Linked DNA regions of Muntiacus reevesi: all the other regions are linked to region 2. A link is a contact called in public Hi-C data. All regions are on one chromosome and are shown on one strand. The core of a region is the stretch at or near the end of the contact, and the rest is flanking DNA. Distances in the headings are between cores, read along the strand shown.

The links. A called contact is a pair of places that touch in the nucleus more often than the background predicts.
Region 1: a Hi-C map of blood shows a contact between it and region 2, with 4 times the contacts expected there. The contact joins the promoter of CBX6 here to the promoter of LOC136174278 in region 2. A contact is called at or near these places in 2 of 3 Hi-C or Micro-C datasets (blood and muscle).
Region 3: a Hi-C map of muscle shows a contact between it and region 2, with 5 times the contacts expected there. The contact joins the promoter of CBX7 here to the promoter of LOC136174278 in region 2. A contact is called at or near these places in 2 of 3 Hi-C or Micro-C datasets (blood and muscle).

What each region holds. Positions count from the first base shown.
Region 1 is chr1:54,053,637-54,057,244 of mMunRee1.1, reverse strand. It overlaps CBX6 (chromobox 6), which reads left to right and starts at 2,273. Exons shown (of 5, transcript XM_065944029.1): 1 at 2,273-2,400; 2 at 3,530-3,573. The coding sequence starts at 2,377.
Region 2 is chr1:54,501,259-54,505,262 of mMunRee1.1, reverse strand. It overlaps LOC136174278 (mitochondrial ribosome and complex I assembly factor AltMIEF1), which reads right to left and starts at 2,337. Exons shown (of 3, transcript XM_065944318.1): 1 at 2,193-2,337.
Region 3 is chr1:54,187,800-54,191,414 of mMunRee1.1, reverse strand. CBX7 (chromobox 7) reads left to right here and starts at 2,242. Exons shown (of 6, transcript XM_065944124.1): 1 at 2,242-2,493. The coding sequence starts at 2,425. The region is part of intron 2 of LOC136174190 (a long non-coding RNA gene); the gene reads right to left.

The DNA.
Region 1 (3,608 bases), core at 1,024-3,523, 450 kb after region 2:
CATTGAGTCCATGATGCCATCCAACCATCTCATCCTCTGTCATCCCTTTCTCCTCCTGCCCTCAATCTTTCCCAGCATCAGGGTCTTTTCCAATGAGTCAGCTCTTCGCATCAGGTGGCCAAAGTACTGGAGCTTCAGTTCTGGCCTTTCAACAAATATTCAGGGTTGATTACCTTTAGGATGGACTGGTTTGATCTCCTGAAGTCCAGGGGACTCTCAAGAGTCTTCTCCAGCACCACAGTTCGAAAGCATCAAGTCTTCAGTGCTCAGCCTTATTTATGGTCCAACTCTCACATCTGTACATGACTACTGGAAAAACCACAGCTTTGATTATATGAACCTTTGTTGGCAAAGTGATAACAGTATCCATGGAGGACCCAAATAAAACCAAAAGATGGAGGAATGGGAAATTCCCTTTCTTTTTGAGCTGGGACATGGATCTTCTCCTGCCCTCAGACATTAGAGTTCCTAATTCTCAGACCCTCAGACTTGGGGACTTATCCCAGTAGCCCCCTGGTTCTCAGGCCTGTCACTACTGGCTTTCCTGGTTCTCCTGTTTGCAGACAGCAGACTTCTTGGGGTTCCATAATCATAAAGCCAATTCCTATAAGAAATCTCCTCTTAGGTATCTCTGAATGAGTGTGAAGTCTCTCAGTCATGTCTGACTCTTTGCGACCCCATGTAGGCAGACGCTTTACCTTCTGAGCCGCCAGGGAAGTCTTCTTATGTATCTCTATATACATGCTGTTGGTTCTGTTTCTCTGGTGAGCCTTGACTAATATATCTAGACTCCCAGGGCATCTTAAACATACCTTTTGTAGTAAGTTGAATAAGGCCCCACCCACCAAATATGTCCACATTCTAATCTCCAGAACCTATGAATATGACACCTTATATACTTTACATAATATGTAACTCTATGGTGAAAAGGACTCAGCAGATACAATTAAGGTAAGATATGTCAAGAAGGGAAATTGTCCTTGATTATTTGGGTGGGCCCAATGTCATCACAAAGATCTTTATCAGAGGAGGTGGTCAGTCAGTCAAGGGAAGGCAAAAGTAAATATTAGAGTGAGCCAAGGAATGCCAGCAGCTTCTAGAAGCTGGAAGAAGCAAGGATGGATTCTCTCCCTAGAGCCCAAAGACACCAATCTGGACCTTCTGACCTCCAGAACTGTAAGATAAAACGTTTGTGTTATTTCAAACCACTAGCCTGTGGTAATGTGACAGCAGCCATAAGAAATGAATACATCTTTATTCCAGCACTGATCACACTGCATAGCAGATGCCTTTCTCACCTCAGAGCTTCTCAAGCCTGGGCACCGCTGTTTCTGACTGTTGAACACAAAGCCTTAAAAAGGACTCACAAGAGCTGCTGAAAGAACCAACAAATGGGTTAATGCTTACCGGCTTCATCCAGCTGTCTGTGTTCTGCAGCCTGAGAACACACACACATTCATATCCACATAGCTCACCTGTCCAACCACCGCCACCACCCCCAGGAGGGCACTTCTATATTTACACAGAAGCCCACTTTGGGCTGGACAGCAAATAGCTATTTCTCATGAGCATGTGGACTTTAAGAGAGGAGGGGGATTTCGCCCAAGGTAATAATTGGACAAATTAGCAGGCTGGTAAGGATGAGAAACAGAAATTTTGACGTGGTTGACTTGAAACCACAAGAATTGGGGTTGCACCACAGGACACGTAAAAATCTTCTTTTCCAACAAATAAATAATGAGAGCAAGAGACAGCCCTGATCGGAACCACATCCCCAGCCCTCTCCACCTCCGACTCCGTGCCACAACAAACAAACGATTGGGAAATGTGTACTCAATGACACCAAAAAAGGTCCGCTTTGTATCATTAACGGAGAAAAGTGGATTCCAGCTAGTGTGAACAATGCGGCCCGTTCTGCTGAAAAGAAAGTATTTAAATACACATCTATACTACATGTATATAACGTACAAAGCATAGGTACGTGTGTTTATTAGGCATAGGACAGAGGCGGGAAGAAGATCCATGAAGAGGTTAACGGTTGGATGGAGATTATAGACAGTTCCTTTTCTTTCTTACTTAAAAAAATTTGCAAAGAACAGGGCTGTTGGTGTTCTTTTTTAAAAATAAAGTTTAGATAATTCAAAATAAAAGAAATGGCGCGGTTTGTGCGGCAGGACTACGTTATGCCCCTTCCAGGACAGCCGAAGTCTCCCGTTCCCTCCCCAAATAGGAAGCTGGGCTGTGGTCTCCCCGTTAGCAATGGCGGAACCATTAGAGGAACTGTAGGCGGCAAGAGGGTGACGCGGCCAGGGGGCCTGAGAATCAGAAAACAGACAGACCTGACCGCGATGGCGGCTTTTGCCGAGTGACCCAAGGATGACCCGCTTCGGGCCCAATCTGGTACGTGGGAAGCCTGTAGTCACCCCGCGGCCTCTCCTCCCTGGACCGCCGCCCCCCCGCCCCCCCCCCCACCCAACCACCGCCACATCTTGCTCACTGCGTCTTCACCCGACCTCCCTCCCGGTGAAGGCAGGTGCCCGCCCAAGACCCCGGCCGAAAACAAATCCAAGGGATCACCCCGACCTTCCTTGGCCCCATTCACCGCCTCCCCCCACCCTTTCCTGCGGTGGCGTTTTTGTTTTAATTCATCTGAACTGGTTACAAAACCATACTCCCACGAATACATAAATAATGGAGGGGGGGGAGCAGTGTTTTAAAGAAATTCCCGCAGGGCCTGGCAAGGCAACAGCAAATGCATTTCTGCTGTATCATATTTAACTGTTTGCAAACTTCTGCTGGGAGGTTGAGCAGCGACTGTAGAAATTCCACCCCGCTTCCCCGCCCAGGGCCTAGGAGTGACTTGTAAGGAAGGGTTAAGAGGGAGAGGTAGTCAGCGGTCGGGGGCCAGGAAGATGGAGGGGAGAATGAGAAAGTGTTTGTAAGACTGCACTGTCCGCAACCCGGCTTCCCGCAGGCCAAGCATCTCCTTCCCGGACTTCGGGGCCGCGGCTCCCCGAGTCAGGCTAGGCCCCTTTAAGAGCCAGCGCGCGCCCCGGCCCCGCGTGCGCTCACTTTCCCTAGCAACCGCCCCGGGGGAGGAGGAGGTCCTGGCAACGGCGCACCAGCCCGGAGGGTCACGTGACGGCCCGCAGCTGGAACGCGAGCGCGCGCCCTGCCGCGCGCCCGCCCGCCGAGCCTGAGCGCTGCGGCGCGTGCGCGAGCGGTGCAGCACCGGCCGCGGGAGCAGGGAGTATTATGGGCTGTGGGTGCCGCTGAGCAAGATGGAGCTGTCTGCAGTGGGCGAGCGGGTCTTCGCGGCCGAATCTATCATCAAACGGCGGATCCGAAAGGTGAGCCGCCTCCCAGGGCTGGAAGCCTCGCCCCGCAGCCGAGGCCCGAGTCCGTGGGCCAGCTAGGCGAAGCGGTCCCGCTAACCCGGGCTCTCTCGCCCACCCCCGCGCCGTCGCCTCCTCGCGTCCCCGCATCTTCCCCACCCCCACTCTCCCCTTTTTTTCCTTCTCTTTTTCAGGGACGCATCGAGTACCTGGTGAAATGGAAGGGGTGGGCCATCAAGTGAGTGTCACGGGATCCAGGAGCGAGGGGGGAAG
Region 2 (4,004 bases), core at 1,088-3,587:
CCCAGGGATCGAACCCACATTTCCTGCATTGGCAGGTGGATTCTTTACCACTGAGCCACCAGGTAAGCCCAGAAGGGCCTATGAAAGTGAAATGTGAAAGTGTTAGTTGCTCAGTCGTGTCTGTTTCTGCAGTAAGAATACTGGCATGGGTAGCCATTCCCTTCTCCAGGGGATCTTCTTGACCCAGGGATTGAACCCAGGTCTCCCGTGTTGCAGGCAGATTCTTCACCATCTGAGTCACCAGTAATTCTGTAGTTCTTAATCCAGGTCTCAGAGACCCCCTCAAGGTCACACTGTGACTTAGTGGCAGGGCCAGGACTAGATCCCAGCCTACAGACTCCTCCTGGAAAACTACCAGTTACGCTGAAAGGTCAGGGACTGGAAGCTGGACTACCTGGGCTTGAATCTGGGCTCTGCCACTTACCTGCCATATCATTTTGGGCAAAGTACATAACCGCTCTGGGCATCAGTTTCCTCTCTTGTAAAATAGAGATAACGCTATCTACATTTATATACTGCTATGTAGTTTTAGGCTAATAGTATTTACCCCACAGGGTTATTTTGAAACTTGCCTGAGACATCCCACGTAAAGTGAAAGAAAGTTAAAAGTATTAGTTGCTCAGTCATGTCCATCTCTTTGTGACCCCATGGACTGTAGCCTGCCAGGCTCCTCTGTCCATGGCATTCTCTAGGCAACTGGAGTGGGTTGCCATTTCTTCCTCCAGGGGATCTTCCCGACCCAGGGGTTGAACCCCGGTCTCCTGCAGTGCAGGCAGATTCTTTACCATCTGAATCACCAGGGAAGAAGCGTAATATAACTTCACCACAAGGGGCCTCAGTCATACTTGAATCCTAGCACCAACACTTAGAAAGCTGATTACCCTGGGCAAGTTTCTTGACCTCGGTGGGCTTACCTTAGTTCCTCATTTGTAAAATGAGGATTAAAACTGTATTTTCCATATGGTTAGTATGAGGATTAAACGTGGTTAGAATAGCACTCAAAAAAAAAAAAAAAGAATAGCACTCAGCATATGCCAAGCCATCTATTGGGGCAGCTATGATTAATGCTACCTCCCCTTGTGTGTTTGTAAGTGCTCAATAAGTATCAGATTTAGTTACACATAAACCACCATCATCTACCTTCAGTAACAATAAACCCTTACAGAACCACGGAGTGTTACCATTTGTAAAGTGCTTTGTCATCCATTATCACATTTAAACTGAGGAATTTATGAAGTGGACAGGGTTCATAACAACAATGGTTAATGTTTATTGAGTGTTTACTCGCCAAGTACTGGCCAAGCAGGTCCCACGTTACATCTCATTCCATCAACAATTCTAGTGTCACCAGTATCCCCATTTTAAGTGGAGGAAACTGATGCTCCCAGAGAGAAGGAACTCACCCACAGGTAGGGCTGTAAAGGGGGATGCACTTCCGACCCCACTCTGCCTGCCTGTGGAATGAAAACTACCGTTTGCTGGGATCGTACCACGCATACAGCACTTCTACGTGCTGTACAAACTTTCCCAGTTCAGCGCCTGGCACATACCGAGGGCTCAAAAAATAAACGAAGGACGCTCACAACGTCCCTGTGTGGAAAAAATGATCACTCCTCTTTCTGAAATAAAAAAATGAGACTGAACGGGAGAGGTAGCTGACTGGTAAAAAGGTCTGGACTTTGGGCCCAAAGTCAGCTACCGTCAGCTTCCGGCCTTGCTGCGCGAGCGTGAGCAAGCCACCGTCCCCGTCCCTTTACCCTCAACTGCAGAAGAGCGCCCCTCGGCGCCAAGGGTCTCCCTGAGCGGGACAGATGAATCCAGAAATTAACAGAAAAGTGTTTTACGAAGTAGGAGGCGACTGCCATGCAAGAGTTGTTACAAGGTCGACCGGCGAATGGGCGGCTGGGGCCTGGAGGGTCCCCAGGTCCTCCCCCTACCTGGGGGGATCGCACCGAACCGGGGTGGAGAGACCCTGAGGCTGGGGCAGGTCGGCTCTGGGGCCCCGGGAGAGCTCCGGAGGTTGGGGCGGGGCCCCGGAGCGGCCTCCAGGGAAAACCCAGGGCAGGCTGGGGCGAGACCCCCGGTGGTCAGGCGATAGTGTGGGCCCCGGCCGGGCTGGGGACTTAGACAGCAACCCTGAGAGAAGGCGTGGCGAACCCCCAACCCCGGCCTTCACTCCTCCCCCCACTCACCTGAGGACCTCGCGCACTTCCTCTACTCGAGATTCGCCTCTCGCCCGGTACCTCTCCTGGGGTCACCCACCAACATGGCCCCTTTACTTCCGGGCCACGACCTTGCGCCCGGAGCTGAGAGGAGGAACCGAAGGGATCCGGGAGGCCGACGGTGGCAGGAGGACTTCCGGTCTCCCCAGCCTAGGCCTCTCGGGGTGGGGCCAGGAGCCACGTTGGGCCCCGCCCCCTCTCGGGGCCCCGCCCCACAGTCCTGAGTCCCGCCTCTGTACGTGACGTCACCTAAGGATGGGCCTGGCCAGGCCATTTGGACCCCGCCCAGAGGGCCCCAGAGGGCCGCGGACAAGTGATCCGGTGGGAGAGAGGGGGAAAGCGGGGATCAGCCGTTGTGCGGGGTGGTCCCCCAACCTGCTTTCAGCTCTGTAACCTGTCAGGCCTCAACACTGCTGATCTCCGGCTGGAGCCGTGGAGGGTCCCTGGGGAGGTTTAGCACTAACAATGTTCCCTATCGTGGCTTTTAAAGCTCTTCCAGATTGCTCTCATTTTATCCTTCCATGCTGTTACCGCTCGACTGTCAAAGACCTACTGTTCAAGGTCCTCCTCAAACCTCCCCTCTAGAAGTCTTATCCAGCTCATTCCGTGCCCCTCATCCAACACACCTAGGTGTCTCTTTTGGGTCCCATAGAACTGTTTGCACATCCCAGTTAGGGCTTCACTCCTTCAAGGAAATGTGTTGTTTGGGTTTTTTTTTTTTTTTTTGACTAATCTGGGTCTTAGTTGGGGCTCTCAGGATCTTTGTTGTGGCATGCGAACTGTTAGTTGTGACTTGTGAGATCTAATTCCCTAACCAAGAATGGAATCTGGGCCCCCTGCATTAGGAGTGCAGAATCTTAGCCACTGGACCACCAGGCAAGTCCAGAAACATGTTTATTGGAGCCTGTTATTTACTAGGCACTGTTTTTTAATTTCGTCATTACTTTTTGTCTGTCATCAGATTTGAGGGCAGGAGCCATATCCCTATGGAATCTGTCTGTCAGCCATCTAGCAGGAAGGGGTGGGCACCCACAGAGCGGTTGCCCACCCATCCAATTATTCTTGCACAAATCTTTGTTTGGGGTCTCTAACGTCAATCCTAAAGAAAATCAACCCTGAATATTCATTGGAAGGACGGATGCTGAAGCTGAAGCTCCAGTACTTTGCCCACCTCATTCGAAGAGCTGACTCACTGGAAAAGACCCTGATGCTGGGAAAGATTGAGGTCAGGAGGAGAAGAGGCAACAGAGGATGAGATGGTTGGATGGCATCACTGACTCAATGGACAGGAGTGTGAGTAAACTCCAGGAGATAGTGAAGGACAGGGAAGCCTGGTGTACTGCAGCCCATGGAGTCGCAAAGAGTCAGACAGACTGAGTGAATAAACAACAACAATGTGCCATGCACTGCCACAGGAATGGCAGATGAGATGAGATCAAGTCCTCATCTTTCCATGGGGGCAGATGTAAAAGGAAGTGATAAGAATTGGGAGGAAAAATAATGCAGGAGGATGGAGAGAAAGGAGCTGCTTTTATACCTGGAATGTTGCTGGAAAGCCTGTCTGATAAGAGGACCTGAGTAGGACCTGCAGGAAGGGCATTCCAGGTATTGGCCCTCAGGTGGGCCCTTAGTCTATCCTAGGAGCAGGCAGGGAGGAGGCCAGGGCCTGGGGGAATAGAGTGAGCAAGAGGTGGAGAAGAGGCAAGACAGGAGGTCCTTATCAGGAGCGGGGGAGAGGAGACCATCTGAGACAGAAGCCAACAGAGGATTTGGAGTAAAGTG
Region 3 (3,615 bases), core at 993-3,492, 310 kb after region 2:
TTCTGTTGATTACAGAAGGATGTGTTTTTAAATCTCCCATTGTAATTGTAGGTTTGTCTATTTCTCTGTATAGTTCTCTTCTTCGTTTTTTTTTTTATATTTTAAGACTATGGTATTTACATATGAATTTGAAATTGTTCTTTCTTTCTGGTCAGTTAGACCATTTTCATTATGAAGTGACCTTCTTTATCTCTAGTGATTTTTTTCTGATACTAAAATAACTGCACCAGTCTTCTTTTCCTTAGCCTTTGTATTATAAGAATTTTTTTTTCCCATCCATTTCCTTTCACCCTTTCAGTGTCCTTATGTTTTGGAAATGTTTCTTGTGGATGTCTTTTGTAAATTACAGGTAGTTGGATTTTTATCCTGCCTGGTAATCTTCATATTTTAACTACAACATTTAGTCCACTTGGATTGTTTTATAGTACATTTGAATTTATAACTGTTATTTATTTGTCCCACCTATTTTGTATTTTTCTTTTCATTCTTGCTTGTTTTAGGATTGATTGACTTTCTTATTCCTGTTTTCCCCCTCTAATAATTTGGCTAAATACTATATACTGCATTTCCATTCTTTCTGTTTACCCTGTTAATGACAACTTACAGTCTTAACTCATTAGAGTTTAAGTATATTTGCTATCTATTTTCGTTTTCCTCCTGAGGAATAGAAAGATCTTGGAACACTTTAATCCATTTACCCAAGTTCTATGCCATTGTTGTGTATTTTAGTTCTATTTTTATCCAGAAGACATTGTTATTGTAATATCAATGTTCTTCATTGTTCTTTATTCTCTGTTGCATCAGACCTCTGTCTGTGATCATCTTCCTCCAGCCTGAAGTTCTTCCGTTGGAATTTCCTTTAGGGAGGGTCTGCTACTGGCAAAGTCTTAGTTTTTGTATTTGTAAATGTTATTATTTCTCCTTGTTCTGGAAAGACATTTTCACTGGGTACATAAATCTTGAAATGAAATTTCACTCAGTTTCTAGGATGACGGTTATTTTTCTTTCAGTGCTTTGGATTATCATTTTACTGCCTTCGGGATCCTCGCCTCTCCTGTTGCTCCTCATAAAAAGTCCGTGCAAATCATTTATTTTTCTTTTCTCTTTTCCTACCCCGGACGCCTGGACTTTATTCTGAGGAGCACAGGGAGCTAGGGAAGGTTTTAAAGCACTAGGGTGATCCAGTCAGATCTGCATTCTAGAAAGCGCACTGTGGCACTGTGGACTCGGGCTTGGAGGACATTGAGAAGTGAGAAGGCGGTTGCTGCAGTCCAGAGAAAGGACAAGGGGTGTGGAGGGGAGGGGGTCAGAGAAGCAGGACTTGGCGGGTCAATGCAGGCAGGCGGTTGGGAGCCCAAGGGGCACGGATGACTCGGGTTCCTAGTGAGGACGAAAGCTGGCGCCGTGGGGCACAGAACGGTGTTGGAGTGGATGGGGATAATGAATGGATTTGTCTGAGACCTCAAGATCCATTCATTCCACAGAGTCGAACACCTACTACGTACAGAGTGTCAAGTGAGCGTGAATGGGGACTTGGGGCTGCATGGCGTCAAAATCCGTCCCGCTGCACACCTTGGATTCGCCGCGGCCAGACCTGCCACCAAGTATTGCCTGGCGGGGGGCCTTGAGGCAGCGGCCGCGTGGGGACCCGGCGTCTCAGCACAGCCGCCCGGATGGACAGACGGACGTTAAGGATGGACGCAGAGGCGCCTGCTCAGAACTGGCAAACCACGCAGCTCCCGAGCCCGGATCCAGAGAGACCGTGGTACTGAGACGCCCTGACAGGTTGAGAAACCTTGGCGGTCCCCGCCCTCCTGACACCCGAGGGTCCGCGGAGCGATCGCGTCTATTCTTTGTGAGAGGCGAGGCAAATGGCCTCACCGCTCTCCCCCGGGTTCTCATATGCCCAACCCTGGCTAGGCCGTTTCCAGACCCTCAGAGTCACCGGGAGCACTTTAGAAAACACTCCTGGGTATTAGTATTTCGTCCAACACCCTCTCCTATAGGAACCCGCGCCAAATAAGTCCCGCGGGCCGCCGGCTTTGCAGAGAGACGCCAAACGCGAGGCCCGGGGGCGGACCTCCAGAGGGGGCGGGCCCAATCGGGGGCGGAGCCATGGAGGGGCGTGGCCGGCTAGACGAGAGCCGAGCCCCCGCTCCGCCCCGCCCCGCCCCGCCCCCGCCCCCGCCCTGCGCGCTCGCCCGCCGGCTCGCTCGCGCCGAGGAAAACGTTGCGCAGGTTCAAAAATGGAACGTCGGCGGCGTGAGGGAGCGCGAGGGGGTGTGCGCGCGTGCGCGTGCGCGTGCGCGCCCGGGCGAGGGTGACGGGGACCCCGCCGGCCCGAGCATCGCGCGCCGCAGCCGCGGCCCCGCAGCTCCGCCCCCGGCCCGGCCCGGCCCCGGGCCCGCTCGCCCGCCGCCCCGCATGGAGCTGTCAGCCATCGGCGAGCAGGTGTTCGCCGTAGAGAGCATCCGGAAGAAGCGCGTGCGGAAGGTGAGGCTGCCCGGGGGGCGGCTCCCAGGACCCCTGTGGGGTCCCCTTCTGTCCCCAGTACTGTCCCCTCTACCCTGGAGGCGAAGGAGAAAGTGGGGGCGGGGGGACCCAGGCAGCCCCGCGCTGCCGGGCCCGTATCCCCAGCCCGTGCCTCAGTTTCCCCCGCCACTTTGTAGGGAGAGTAGAATTAAAAGTTGTCGCCCCAGGATGCTGGGGGCAGCTAAGCCAGCCAAAGCCGGAGATAAAGATCGGACTGGAGGAACCCCGAACGCTATCCTTTCTCATCCTCCTCTCATTAAATATGGGGAGACTGAGGCCCAAGTTGAAGAAATAGCTTGCCTCGTGTGTTCGCATCGGAGCTGGGTCTCGAACTCAGGACTCTGTACTCTTGGTGCCAAGTCCTTTGAAGTTGGAGGAGGAGCTTTGGAAAAGCCTCCTCCCGTCTCTTAAGTTTAACTGCTGGACTTCGACCTTTTCCGATCCCCTCCACACCCCCACCTCCGCGTCTCTCCCCCTCTTCCAGCGCACACCCCCTCAGTCTTCCCCTCCCCGACTCCCAGCCCCGCCCGGCGGCTCAGTGAAGCCGCCTACGGCGCTTCGGCATCCTCAAAGCTCCTCCCCCTTTGCCTTCGCCTCCAAAACATACACCCGGCGATTTAAGGAGGCATCTGTTCTGCTGGGTTCGGTCCCCGCTCCTCGGGCCTGGACTTTGGCCGTGCCCATTTCCGGTGCACACGTTTGCAAAGTAGTCTGGCCCCAGGCTGGAAGTTGGGAGTGGAAGGCTTTGGGGAAATTTCCTGTCCCAACACTTAAAACCACTGTCCTTTTATCTCCTCCCTGCCGCCCCTTGGGAGGCTCTAGCGGCAGGGCTGGTAGTTCACTTCCTCCCATTTGACGGAGGCACAAACTGAGGCCCGGGCTGGGGAAGTGACCTGATCAAGGTCACACAGTAAGTTAGAGATGAGTGCAGAGCAGGAGCTCAAGTTGGCTGATTGCCAACTCATCTTTCAAGGGAGAGAACTTAGCCCTGGTATCTTGGGCTAAGGGTCATAGGGTCAAGGTAGGCCATGACCTTTTCCTTTCTTCCCCCAACTCCAATGGGGTTGAGTTTTGTCTTCTTGT